Linked DNA regions of Mus musculus: region 2 is linked to region 1. Evidence: chromatin contacts called from public HiChIP or PLAC-seq data. All regions are on one chromosome and are shown on one strand. The core of a region is the stretch at or near the end of the contact, and the rest is flanking DNA. Distances in the headings are between cores, read along the strand shown. Region 1 has its middle 49 kb from the start of Gm35284. Region 2 holds the start of Tafa5 (TAFA chemokine like family member 5).

The links. HiChIP or PLAC-seq counts read pairs in DNA pulled down with a chosen protein or histone mark.
Region 2: an H3K4me3 HiChIP or PLAC-seq map of forebrain shows a contact between it and region 1, with 6 times the contacts expected there. The contact joins the promoter of Tafa5 here to the enhancer-like site in region 1. A contact is called at or near these places in 5 of 39 promoter capture datasets (the C10 cell line, embryonic stem cells, hippocampal neurons and 2 more) and 7 of 115 datasets of contacts at active chromatin or transcription factors (SST interneurons, VIP interneurons, embryonic basal ganglia and 4 more).

Annotation. Positions count from the first base shown.
Region 1 is chr15:86,850,932-86,853,441 of GRCm38.p6, forward strand. No RefSeq gene overlaps it. Among named protein-coding and RNA genes, the nearest start is that of Gm35284, 49 kb to the right of the region's middle. Within about 2 kb of position 1,255, at least 9 of the 459 cell types and tissues checked have an H3K27ac peak or open chromatin away from gene starts, as enhancers often do. A contact at or near this core is called in forebrain, where this site is marked.
Region 2 is chr15:87,543,044-87,545,553 of GRCm38.p6, forward strand. It overlaps Tafa5 (TAFA chemokine like family member 5), which reads left to right and starts at 1,256. Exons shown (of 4, transcript NM_001252310.1): 1 at 1,256-1,560. The coding sequence starts at 1,449. It overlaps Gm35471 (a long non-coding RNA gene), which reads right to left and starts at 930. Exons shown (of 3, transcript XR_384322.2): 1 at 419-930.

The sequences.
Region 1 (2,510 bases), core at 5-2,504:
ATAAACGAGTTGCTAACTGCCGTGGGCCACTTTTATACAAATGTTATTTTGGCCTGGAATTTGTTTGGATGAAGCATTTTAGAGCATTTACTGCTCCAGGTTGTAGAGAAAGATGCTTAAAACCAGGAAGCAGATGCTTCCAGAATCAGTGGAGAGTAGAGTTGCATAGCTCAGGGGAAGACCCATGGGTTGCCAAAGGCTCTGGGGAAAAGTGCAGCAGGGGACCTGCCAGCTGAGCCCTCAGCTACCCTCTACTCTGGGGTAGTCACAGAGCATGCCCACTCATAGGGCGTTTGCTCCTGTCTCCTTAAGACATTTACAGAGTCTATGCCTAGGCACTAGGCTACTGTCACCTGAGAGACAGTTACAAGTGGGCTCGCGCCCAGCCTAGATTGCAAGCCTCCTATCCACCCAAACATCCCTCTCTATGGGAGAAAGGAACCAGGGCCTGCCTGCTCTCCAAAGCTCAGAGGCTCGGCAGAAGGGAATAACCTGCCAGCAGGGTTTTAAGGGGAAGGATGTTTCCCAGGCTGAGGCCCCACAGAGGTTCCTGGAGTTAAACCTGATTCTGAAAACCCCATTCATGGCTTCAAGCCATGACTCTTGGGACTCAGGCTGGCTGGACTCCAAGCCGACCCTGCTCCTTGAAGACCGACCGAGCGGGATCTGGTTCTGTTTCTCAGATGTGTGATCAATATTTAGAAGGCTTCTGCACACCACAACTGCCTTGTCAGCAAGTTGATTTGGAAAGGTTTCCCTGGAGAGCCACCTCTGCCGGTGGTGGCTCCCCTTCACTCTCCTGCCTCGGGGTCCTCTCTTGAGATTTGCCTGGAACCCATTTACCCAGCCCTGGCTCTCGGAAGCATCTAGGCAGCCGTCTCTTGCTAAGAGCCAGTATGGAGACAGGGTTTCCTGTCTTCCAAGAAAAGACTCATTAACATGCCTTCAAACCCCAATTTCTGTCTTCTTCCCACTCTCCTCTTTCTGGGAGACTTTGATACACCAGAGCTTTGAAGAAGAAAGTCACTTGTTTCTCAGGGGTGAAATTCTTTAAGCAGAGTGCTTCCATAAGGTATTCTTACACGGTTTTTTGATCACCACGGTGATGCTAAGTGATGGGTCTGGTGTCCTTCTGATTTTTATTAACTTTTCTTCTTTTCATTTTGAAGTGGGTATCAGATAGGCGTGGGGGGGGAGGGGGGTGGTGGCAGCAGAAGCAGTTTCCTAGGACAAGATGAAGTCTGCTCTGAGCTCTGTGCTGACTCCTGCATTGATAAGCTCAGGGCTGGGGAAAAAATTGGCTCCCCATCTCCTACGGTCTCTAATCATCTCGATGCAAATTCCATAGAAAAGAACCGCGGGAGTCCCAGTGGCTGGAATCAGACGCCATTGAAATAGGAATAGATGCCAGGTCTCGGTATTAGAAAGCCAGGTTCCCAGGCTGCATCTCTGAAAAAATCCCCTCCTCTGTCAAAACGCTAATTTCTTGCTGGAAGGGAAAGACCAGCCTCTCATTCTTATCTCTTCAGCTATCAGCTACCTGCTGGGGAAGGTGGCCACAAGCTCTTGGTCTTGTCTACCTGACCACTGCTTTCCCTGCCAGGGACAGGTGCCCAGGTTGGTGGAAACCACCTGCATCTCTTTTAGGAAGGGGAAGGCAGAAGGCCAACCTCGGCTCAGATAGCTGGAGAAACCCCTCCTTGCCCTTCAGGCTGGCGCTGATGGAGGTATTTCCTTTGTTGCTGAGCAGAGTTACATGAATAAAGATGAGGCCGTGGGTGATCTCAGCTAGCAGCCTCCCTGGCCCAGCTTCCTGACAAATAGAACTCTGATTTTGACAGGAGGGTTTCTGCTTTGTTTTTGAATTCTCCTCATTAATATATTTTTTTCCCTCTCTTCTAAAGTTGGTGTCGCAGAGTGTCTGGCTGTACAAAGATTCGTCTGTGCTTCAGACTTCCGAGCTCATACGGGGCAGTCAGGGTCACTGATATCATCCAGTCTTCTTTCTCATAAGGAGGGAAACCGAGGCTCAGAGTGAGAATAGTGTTACTGGCTGCCTTCGTGTTGTTGTGACAAAGTTCCTGACAGAGCAACTTAAGGATGGGATCACAGTTCGAAGGGATACAGTTCATGATGGCGGCAGGAGCCGCTCACATTTTGCCCAGAGTCAGGAAGGAACTGGAGAGGGACATTGATAATCAGGCTCTCCTTTCTCCTTTTAATTAAATCTAAGACCTCAGGCCAGGAAGTGGTATTAACACACGTAGAGTAGGTCTTCTTGCCTCAGCTATCCTGATCTAGAATCTTCCCTACACATGCTCAGAGTGTTTCCGTCCAGGTGACTTTGCTCTCAGGACCCGGAGACCAAGTTGTAGCAATTTAGATACTGACTCACTAGGATTCCATCAGCCCATTGATCCAACCTTTCTTTACCCATCCACCAGCCACCCATTCACCTACTCATCTGCTCATCCTCTCACCCAGCCATCCACCCATATAATAACCACCTA
Region 2 (2,510 bases), core at 6-2,505, 690 kb after region 1:
GAGTTCAGCTATGTGGTGTGCGTGTGTGCATGAACATGGTGCGCATGTGGAGTGCGTATGTGTCTGCGTATGTATACAACCTGGGTACTTGCCCTCCTTCAGCCCCTCAGCAACGTTCTCTATGTCCTGGTCTGTTTAAATGCCACACTGGACCAGGGTGCAAGGGGAAAGGCTTATGCTGGTATGCACCAAGTAGCTTGTGGGGAAAAGCCTCCATTTCTAATGAGATCTTGTGTGGGGGTACCACCCCTTCCCATGCAGAACAAACACCAATGAGAAGCCTAACTGGGCCTGCTGTTAGCATGTTCACTGGTGCACAGGAAGGGAATGGAATCGACCTTCATGGCCATGGACCTACAGGGCCACCTGGGGAAAACACCAGCTTTTAGAGTTTCTTCCTGGAGTGCAAGGAACTTACAAGGGAAAGTGGAAGTGACCCGATTCCGCTGGTTTACAGGGGCAAACCCGTTGTCCAACGGCAGGAATGCACATCAGAGTTGTAGTCTTCGCTACCCTCCTCAGAAAACCAGACCAGGGACTTTATCCTGCACACACTCTGGAAAATGGATGAGAGAGAGGAACCACAGGCCATGGCCTGGGGGCAGAGGCTGTGGTACACGGGAGTCAAGGAAGTGCATCAGGAAGATGCAAAGGAATGTCTTCTTAGGGTAGACACACAGAGCCCACAGGATGGCAAGTTCTAGAGACAGGGTGCAGGTGCGCTCAGATGCTCTCTGGTGGGCTCAGAGCAACAAGGCATACTCAGGAGCCCTGGTGCTGGGCACAAATGGGAAACAGGCTGAAAGCATTATTTGCTTTGAATAAACTTTCGGTTCACTTTCCGGATCAATACCAAACAAGGTCTGGGACCCCAGCGTCCCAGGCCTTTGGTGGAAGACTCTCGCGTGGGGGGGGGGGGGGGGGAAGGGGGTCCCAAGTCACCTAACTTCCCGCTGGCCCTGAGGGTCTTGCGCGCCCAGAGCCCAGGCTACGAGGATGCTGGGCCGTCTCTGTCGCCATCCAGAGGCTCGGCTAGGGCGCGGCGTCCCCTCTGCTCGCCTCCCTCGCCGGTCCCGGGCCAGTGCGAGGCCCCGCCACGCCGGGCACGCGCTCCAGGCGCGCCCCTCGTACTGGTGACGGGGCGCGCTGAGCCGGGGCGCGCAGCGACGCCCAGAGCCGCGGGCTGGCGTCCCCGGGCGGGCGAGCACGGGCGCGGGCGGCGCGGGCGCGGCGCGGGGCGGGCGGCGCGGGGCGCAGTGGGCCGGGGCCCGGGCGCGGCGGCGGCGGCGGAGAAGGAGGAGGAGGAGGAGGACGAGGAAGAGGAGGAGGAGGAGGACGAGGAGGAGGATGGCACGCGCGGGGCCCGCACGTGGAGGCCGGCGCGGGGGCGCGGGCAGGGCCGGCTGCTGAGAAGCGCTGCTGCCCCCCGCGCGGGCACCGCGGCTTCAATGGCGCCATCGCCCAGGACCAGCAGCCGGCAAGATGCGACCGCCCTGCCCAGCATGTCCTCAACTTTTTGGGCATTCATGATCCTGGCCAGCCTGCTCATCGCCTACTGCAGTGAGTACCGTGCACCCGGGCCCCATAAGGGCCTCGGGTCCTCCAAGCGGCCCCAGCCCCAGCCCCGGCGGGGCGCCCCGCGTCGGTGCGGAGTTGCGAGCGCGTGGCGCGCGGTCCCGGGTCTTGGCCGCTGTTCCGCTGGCCCGGGAGGGCTTGGTGCAGGCGGCTCCGGGGTCCAGACACTCCGCGGCCGGGCACAGCAGCCCCGGCGAGCTTCCGCGGACTAGCCAGCAGGGCCGGCATCAGGCCCAGGCAGGCACAGCGCGTCCCTGCGCGGCGGTGCCCGGTGTCCGCCGTGCGGTCGCCGCTCCGGCCCAGGCTAGCGACCGAGCGGAGCTTCCCGCCGGCGACACTCCCTCCGGGGACTTATGGGGACGCAGCAACCGAGCCCGAGCGGGACTCCTCGGGCAGGACCGCGGCTTGGGTTCCTCCGACGCGTGGTGGAGCCTCTGCCTTGCTAGGAAGCGGGCTCGCCAGATGCTTTCTGTAAAAGGAGAAGTAAGGGAACGGATGCCTCTGGAGGGGAGGGCCCGCTACCGCTGCAAGGGTGGTTCGGAGGAATGAACTGACGACCCAGTGGGTCTGGCAAGGGCTGCGGAGGGAGGTGCGGGCTGGTCGGAGCCTGGCACGGGGTTCTGGAGCTGGGCTTAGGCTGGGACCCGGACGATGGGTGATCTTATCAGTAGGTCTTATCTGGGTACCGATAATCTGAGTCCTGGGTACAGTCTTGGGGCTGGTGTAGTATGGGTAGGCATCATCTTGGCTGGTGTCTGCTGACTGTCGGAAGCTGTTGGGGTGGGTAGAGGCTGGTTAGAGTCCCGGGCATAGGCTCTATAAGAGATGGGCGCTTGCCTGGTTACAGTTTCTGCCTTCCTTCCCGTCTCTGCGGGAAGAAAAACTAGTGCCAGTGAACACCTGTCATGAAAAAAATGCCACAGGCAAGGGAGGTG